2 separate regions of the Solanum lycopersicum genome follow, and region 1 is linked to region 2. Evidence: chromatin contacts called from public HiChIP or PLAC-seq data. All regions are on one chromosome and are shown on one strand. Each heading gives the region's core, a stretch centred on a gene start, on an enhancer-like site or on the middle of the called end of the contact. The rest is flanking DNA. Distances are from core to core; before and after follow the strand shown.

Region 1 (4,333 bases), core at 600-3,099, 40 kb after region 2:
TTATAGTAAACTATTTTAAAATTCGTATACATGTAAAGTGGAGTTGATTTGATTTCGATTATACTTCCTCTTTAGCTAAACCAAAGCAATGTGTATGAAATCCTTTTTTCAATATCTGACCATAGTTGGATTTTTTTTCCAGTTCGACTCAAATTATGAATATGATACAGAGTTTGGTGTTGTTTGTCAGTTTTCTATATACACCCTTACTGGTAAGTGATGAGTTGAAGATTTTGGACTCATTTTAGACTTCTAGTTCACCAAAGTAGTGCCCTCAATGCCTATTTATATCCTTTTATGGTCAAAACATGTTTGTATTTCAACTATAAGAGCAAAAGGATGGAGATAAAAGAGCTCAAAAAAAAGCCAAAAAACTTGAAAAAATAGGCAAAGGCACTGTTGAGCATATTGCCAATCTTGAATTTACAAGTATGGTTGAATGTTATCCGCAAGCACTGTCTATAAACTTTTCATGGAATCGACTTGACTTGGAGAAACCTTTTTATCATCCTTGAAGTATGACTTAAAATTTTAAATATAACCTTCTGCTATGTAAGTGGACAAAAAATGTTCTTACACTATCCAAAAAGTTATAAGATTCATTCTTCTATCTATTTTTTTTTTTAAAAAAAAGAAACTCAGGCCATTAACAAAAGAAAAATGTATCGAGTCGAATGAACATATGTACACATGATTAAGCTAGTCAAGTTGGATGATTTTTTTAATTCTTAGAAATTGAAGTTTAAATCATATGCAGTCAAAATATGTTCAAATTCTAAATATTTTTTTGTAAAAAGTATAGTCAAAACTGATAAGTTGTTACTTTCCACCATTGAAATTTATCAGAATAGAAACTTATTTTGCTTTTGATTAGCTTACATGGTATTAGTGTTATAAGAGAACCATTATATTTAATATTAATGATTGTGAGATTTGTGGAAGTTGAGTAACTGGGAGAAATTTAGGGAATAAAAATCTTCTTTATTAATTATTGATACGTTATAGTAAGATTTTCTTTTTCTTTTTCTTTTTTGAGGTTATTTGGGTTTTGTGAAAATTCTACTGCTGTATTAGGGTAAAGGGAAACTATTGTTATGGAGGAGTAATTTAGGTACTTAAATTATATATTTAGTTTTTTACCCATACAACCTCAACTTCAAAAATTTCAAATAAAGTACTTATTTTTTTTATTTTCATAACTAAACATCTATGTAATCTCACTAGATTTCTAGCATGTGTACATTGCATGTATATAATGTACATACGAACTAAATATTTTATAATAGAAAAGTTCTTAATAGTTGAGCGTAATATTTTTAAAATGGTTTTTTTTTGCATAATCTTTCTAATCATCGGCACCTACTGTATAAATATTTTCAAGACTTGTGTATTATTGCAAATCAATTTACTTAATGATGCAAAAAACAAACTAACAGACAAAAATTAAGTTCTAAAAGGGAAAGATTAATTTTCTATCATCTCCTTATTCTTTTTAGATAACTTTAATCTTCTCATCCTGACTAAGACATAACCGAACTTATCATTTTTACTTTTTTTATTCAATCAGTTTCTTCAAAAAAAAAAAATAGAACGAAGAATGATTCTTGTTATTTCTTGGATAGTATAAGAATATTTTTTGGTCACTTAGATAATATTAGAATGTAAATTAAATTTGAGTCATAGTAGAGGGATGATTTCAGCCAAAAACTCTACTAGATATGTCAATTAACTCTGGAGTAAACTAATACAGCAAACCGATAAACTAACATTAAAATTATGCAAGTTTTCCTTGAGATACCCTAAACAAACAGGAAACACTCATCACTTGAGTTTCTCCGTTTGTTGGGCCTAGTCATGTAAGAGGTAGTGCAACTACGGACATTACATAAATCCAGCAGCATCTTAGTCTTCTTTTACATTGTTGAAAGTTACTCTCCAGTTGTTTCACACTTTCAGCATCTACATTATGCAAATACAACATTATTGTAGACATCTGCCACGGTATTGTTCCAATCTTAACACTGTATGCCAATGATTTAATACATAGAAATGTTACAGAAAATTGGAGCAACAGAAGAAAATTTACAGGTTGGGTATTGATGCCAAAAGTTATACAAGTATGATAAACCTTCGAAGGTGAGTTAGCTCTTTTGTTTCTCCTCTTCTTGATCTTTCTCACCCTTCTCTATTTTCAGTTCAATTTACTGTACGTCTCACAAAACCTGCTCACTTGGACTGAGGCAATGAATGAAATGGAGGCTGTTTTGCTACATAGATTAAAGAAGTATATGGTAGCACAAAGAGTGGGCGCTCATCCTAAGTGAAAGACAATGTACAACTTCTTAATTCATTCCCTATTTCAGTCATTTTTCAACATCTCAGCAGCCAGTCACCTTTATGTGTGTATTTGTATAATGCATGTGAAAGAGAGACAGCAAGGACGGGAGGGAAGAAGTTTCCTTCTCAAATAGGATGAGCAGGGAGAGAGTACGGTGTAAGGGGCTAACGGAATAAGGGCAATATGCCCCACTGGTGCAGGAAGCCTTCTCCAGTTGTTACTTCTAGCACCAGCAGCACAAGAACTGCCAACATAGCTGCTCTTCCATTCCACGTTTCAGCACTTCTTGTCCAACCCCATTCCCAGACTGTTACAGGAGGTGGAAGCTCCCTGCGCTGTGAATCATATGCTGCCAATAACTCTTCCACGCTGCCAAGAGGGACCAATGACTGCAAATAAAGAACTCAGCATATATTAGGTTCATTTCACCAATCGTCTTTGAAAACAGCATTGAACTTTTTTGTTCAAACTTCGATAACATTATTCAACCAGTTATCCACATACAAATAAAACAAGGAGGGAGTGCCCTTTATTTCAATCACTTTTGGCAGTTGCATAATAAAACCCAGGTGCCATGTTTTCTGCAGTAGATGGAAGAACCTGAAAGTATGCAAATCGACTAAGAGACTGGATCAAGTCTTACAAAACATTTGAGCATGGCTGAGAACACACCAATGTCCCAACAAGTCAAGGGTATGTGTTAGTTGATCAACCTCCTACGGTGAGTAGGTTGTTCAAATTCTTCACTTGGCACATAGAAGTGCCAAGGATCTGGTTGAATATATCATAGTGGAACTAATGTGCTAGACAAGTAGGACAAACCATGAGAACTAAGCCTCACTTGTGCAGATCAACTAAAACAAATAAACTAATGAATCACAAGTAAACATCAGCCCCCCATCCCACAAGCATAAATCCTACTATTATTATTTATTATAGTTCAAAATCAATCATATTTGGTCTAGCAGAAAAAATTGTCATATCTCATAATGAGAATAAATTAAAAACTCTTCGGAGCGGAAGAAATGGAATTGTAAAATTAGGGACAATCTATCCAATAAGCCTCGGACAGGTAGATTCTAACAGTCGGAAAATCAATCATACCTCGCACAAGAAGAAAAAATTATGAGAAATGAATTATACTTTGCTCAGACTGAAAAAAAAGAAATTGTCAAACAAGTGATCATTTACGCAATAAGGCCTTAGAGAAATGTAGATTCTGCTCAACAGAGTTGGATTAACCCGTCCTTGTCAAATGGTATTCATATGAAATCTTTATGAATGATGAAGTGTATCAAAGAAGTTATACTTTCGGCAATGATGACCAAATGCCAGAAGGTCATATAAACAGAAGGTACACATGTCTAAACCTGTCTTGAAATCTCTGGCACGTCTAGAAATGGGAAGAGCCCATCTAAAATTGCCGTCGGAAACGAGCTAACTCAAACTCAAATCCATCTTCAAACTTGTTCAAAAAATCTCAGAAGATCCTCTGATAGCATCAATGGTGACATGCTTCCGTTAAAGGATTTAGATAGAACTTGCGAAGTTAAGAAGATGCACGACAAGGTTGGTGACTTCAACGGGAGATCAGATCAGAAAGTGCTTGTCGTGGAAGAAAAGCCCAAGAGTAATGGCAAAGAGTGGATTAAGTGATATGCCAATTTCATAGTCCAAGTCCAAATCTAAGACGAGGAAGATTCAGGCCACATGGAGTCCAAGAGGAGGGGCCCACATGTAGCCCAAGAAAGGAGTTGAAAATGCCCAATAAACGAGCTAAAATTCTGCCAAAAAAGATGATTTTCACGACCAACATGGGTAGTTTATGTGCCAAGTTCACGTGAAATTTTGGAGCCAAAAACTAAGTAAGTTATTCCCTTTTTTTGTAAGCTGTATCGGGAAGAAGTGTGATATTACTTTACTTGTTTTCCTAATTCCTCGTTTAAAATTTCCTAGGTAAGTTTGAATCTTTATAATTTCCATAGAAGGATTCAA
Region 2 (4,134 bases), core at 631-3,130:
CCTAGTACCATTATTTTGTAATGTCTTATTACATAGTGGACCCATAAAATGCATATGCTATAAGATTTTGTATATTGTATATAGAGATGACTGGAAAAACAAAAAGAGAATTCCCAAAAATAGGATTTTGTATATAGGGATTCCCTCTATAGATTTGCCTTCTTTTCATTTTTTTTTCAAAAATGAGATATTCAGTCCATTTCATTCAAGTAATGGAAGCCTTGGAACAACGATAAAATTGTCTCTCCGTGATCTATAGTTAACGAGGTCGAGTCGTGAAATCAATCACTAATACTTACATTAAGGTAGACTACAATCATCCAGGGGCGTATCTACATAGTCTTGGACACCCTTCGTCGGAAAACCATACCGTATATACAAGTACAATAATATACAAAGTGGTTAAATATCATATTTTGGATATCTTTTACACAATAAGGTGTTATAGCCTACTGATTTAAGGTGTCTTGAAAGAGACAAGCGTTTAGCCTGAGATCCGATCCGAACAATCAGACGAAGGAGCGGAGCTTAGAGTCTTTACTTTATGTAAAACGCATATTTGAGTTCAAATATCATATTTTGGATATCTTTTACACAATAAGGTGTTATAGCCTAGTGATTTAAAGTGTCTTGAAAGAGACAAGCGTTTAGCCGGAGATCCGATGCGAACAATCAGTCGAAGGAGCGGAGCTTAGAGCCTTTACTTTATGTAAAGCGCATATTTGAGTTCAAATCTAGTTCGCAGCATTAAGCCTTTCTTTTTTGCACTCATTCATCCAAAAGAAAAAATGCTCAAAAAAATTCATGTATATTACCTAATTTTTTTCAAAAATTTTCATATATATTAGGTAGCATAATTTTAAAATTTCTACTGCACTCATTCTTTGTGAAATTTCCCATGACGCCATTCCAATCATCACACACACAAGACCTTACTTTTGGTGCACCGAACTGCCCCCTTTTTTTATCCATTCCATTTATATTGCTGTATATAGTTCATGGAGTAAAAAAATCTTCAACAAATACAAAAATTTTTAAAGAAAGCATTTCAGAGTTCTCCTTTTGTCAGTCCACCCTATAATTATTAGGGAATTAATTATTTAGATGTTTTTATTTTTATGAAGATATAAGCAAATATCACTTTTATTTAAAGTATTTTGGAAATATATCGCTCATTTAAATTATAAAAATTCGCACAAGGGTTTTGATTTAGAAATTAGAATTAAATTAGGATGAAGGGCGTTGATCTGTTGTGGTGGGAACAAAAGCCCAAATAAAAGATGTGATAAATGTGAAAGCAGAGATTACGATTTTACCCATAGTATATTTAATAACGTGGACCATTATTGTCCATGCAAATTCTAAACACCTTACCCAATACTCAATCCCTCTCTTCATCATCTCTGTACTGTTCATCAACATTACTTGCAGAAGAGACGAAGGAAGCAGGAGCGGAGCCATAGATAATTTTTTTTTATGTATATTCGAATCCCTTCTACTACTATGTAGGTTTATCTCTACATATTTTGAACTCTTATTGAAAATCATATTAAAAGGAAGGGTGAAAAAAGCTAACCACCTGGAAGATAAACTAATTTGATACGAGAGTTAAGAAAGAAAGAAATGGAAGGATGAACTTACAGAGAAGAGCAACGGAGTGACTAGCTCCAGCGGAAATGAGAAGCACTTTCCGAATCGGCCTAACTGCTGTATCACTATTGCAATCACCACCTCTTCCGTCCGCCATTTTTGACCTAATGTACCTTCTCTGTATTAATTAAAATGTGGAAAGATGTGGAATTTTTTTTATGGAAGGAGTAGAGAGCATGGAAGTGGGTACACACTGAATTTATACTAGTGATAGAGACGCCACATGTTCCTAACTCCTCTCCTCCCACACACACATGTGGTAAGTCGTGACCTTGCACATGGGACCCACCTTTTTTTTTTTCAATCAGTATAGTGTGAATTTTACTTAACACTTTTACTAAGCACACCAGGCGATATTTCACCATCTTTACACAATTTTGCAAGGCTTTTTAATATTAGATAACTAAGGAAATGAAGAAACAAAACTATTATATTGCTCGGAAGATTGTTTGCCTTTGTCAGTTGATTTTCTAAGTATGATGTTCTTTATTTATATTACTCTGTTTTACAAAGAATAATCTAGTTTAAATTAATATGAAATTTAACAAAATAAAAAAAAATTGGATTTCATGGTTCTAAATTAAAGTTATATCAAATTTACAAAATTGTACTTTTGATCTTGTGACCTAAAATAATGTGGAAAGGTGAAATTAAATGTTACAAAAAAAGGTAAATTCTTTTCGAAATAGACTAAAAATAAAATAGGATCATTCTTTTTTAAACGGATGAAGAACTAAATTAAAATCTATTGTGTAAATAATAATCATTACATAAGCCACTAGTACTTATAAACAAGCCCTTGTTATAAAATTTAATACATGCCTAGAATATTCCAAGGTCTTTCAAGAATTCTTCCTAGATATTCTAAAGTTTTTTCAAGAAACTCTCCATTACTCTAAAAAATCTTCCAATAAATAATAAATGCTTATCGCGTAAGCTTCCAAATAGGTAATTTTATGTCACATGAAGTCTATGTGGCAGGGTGATATGACAGGTCATCACACTATCCCCTATATAATGTGGAGATGATCGTGACACATTGATAATGCATTAAATTCTCAAATCTTTTCTTTAAGTAGCAAAAAGTCTTCATACTGCTCCTATGTGGCTTTTTTTGGTGATAGGAATATGGCAGTAACTTTTTGCCCTTGTTTTCGCCTACACTCACAGTCAGTCAATGATATTTTTATCTCTCGACTATGCGAGGTGGTGATAGTAATAAGTGCACAACTCGATTAGCCTCTGTATGGGTCATATTTGTTTTTGTGGTATGAAGAATCTTTAGATATGGAGGCATGTCAAGATTGTACATGAGATCTTACCCACCTTGGAAAGGATCTTAAATGGACCATCATATTTGTGAAATAGATTGTGGTGCATGTCTCGTTGCGTCTTGAGCTGTCTTGGGGTAAACATTACCATGACCATGTCCCAACTTTACAGTCTTTGGGATGCCTCTTGCGATCCACAAATTTCTTCATCCGCTTAGCTAGCACGTCATGAACAATCTTAGTAAGTCTTGGAAAAGCACAACCATGAATCATCCACCACGCTAAAAGATGAAAGTTGTCTTCTTCATTCTTAAGATTTTTCAATCTTAAAGATTTCTTCATTCAGATTGGTTAGAAGAATCTAGATCTAAATACCCTCTCATGTAATAACTAAGACTATCTTCTTTAGCCTTAGAACTTTTAAGAATACCCTTTCACGTAATAACTAAGATTATCTACTTTAGCGTTGGAACTTTGAAGAACATCCATTTTTTAAGTTGTTTCCATGAATATATGTGTCATACATTAATCTAGTGTGCAATTTAATGTTATTTTTATAGTAAGACATTTCACAAAAAAATTCTTAATAAGTGTTTGTGCTTCTTGTAATTTATATTCATGGTTAAGAAGAATAAAAGTTAGGAAAATTTGAATGATAGAAAAAAAAATCTCAGTCATATTTTCAACAACCGTTTTAAACATCTAAATTTTTCTTATTCAATAAACTATCACAATGTGATTTCTCATGTCATGATAAGACCAATTACACCTCACCAATATGTAAGTCTAACACTTCGCCCTAAGCGATAAGCAACGGCTACCATACGGAGGATAACCAATAAGAATCAAAATCTAAAAAGAAAGAGAAGAAATAGAGATCAACTGAAATATTACGAGAATCATCCCTAAGACCTGTTATCAGTCAGAAATCGAGCATATAATCAAAATAAAAGTATAAATCTCTTACACATACAATACAAGTAGATTTTCTGTATGAATACAACATCAAGACTTTCCTAGCCAAGAGAAATGTAAATCGGTAACTTCATATGCCAAGAGTTAACCCAAGTCTCCGAATCCCAAAGTTACTTGGCACTACTTCAAGTAAATTGCGAGAACCCGTACCATGATATACAAAAGGGTAGTATGAGTACCAACAAGCTCTACTCTGTAAGCATTGGCCGACTGATCTCCAAGATAAAAACAAGTATAG

What was found. HiChIP or PLAC-seq counts read pairs in DNA pulled down with a chosen protein or histone mark.
Region 1: a contact with region 2 is called in an RNA polymerase II HiChIP or PLAC-seq map of leaf, with 2.3 times the contacts expected there. The contact joins the enhancer-like site here to the promoter of LOC101246717 in region 2. A contact is called at or near these places in 5 of 8 Hi-C or Micro-C datasets (all in leaf) and 1 of 1 datasets of contacts at active chromatin or transcription factors (leaf).

Annotation. Positions count from the first base shown.
Region 1 is chr5:24,836,907-24,841,239 of SLM_r2.1, forward strand. LOC101247019 (ferrochelatase-2, chloroplastic) reads right to left here. Exons shown (of 13, transcript XM_010322770.4): 9 at 2,610-2,727; 10 at 2,516-2,607; 11 at 2,457-2,513; 12 at 2,403-2,455; 13 at 1,865-2,401. The coding sequence ends at 2,371. Among protein-coding and RNA genes, the nearest start is that of LOC101247019, 19 kb to the right of the region's middle. Within about 2 kb of position 1,850, at least 2 of the 2 cell types and tissues checked have open chromatin away from gene starts, as enhancers often do. A contact at or near this core is called in leaf, where this site is marked.
Region 2 is chr5:24,796,857-24,800,990 of SLM_r2.1, forward strand. It overlaps LOC101246717 (ultraviolet-B receptor UVR8), which reads right to left and starts at 1,881. Exons shown (of 12, transcript XM_069297979.1): 1 at 1,642-1,881. The coding sequence starts at 1,747.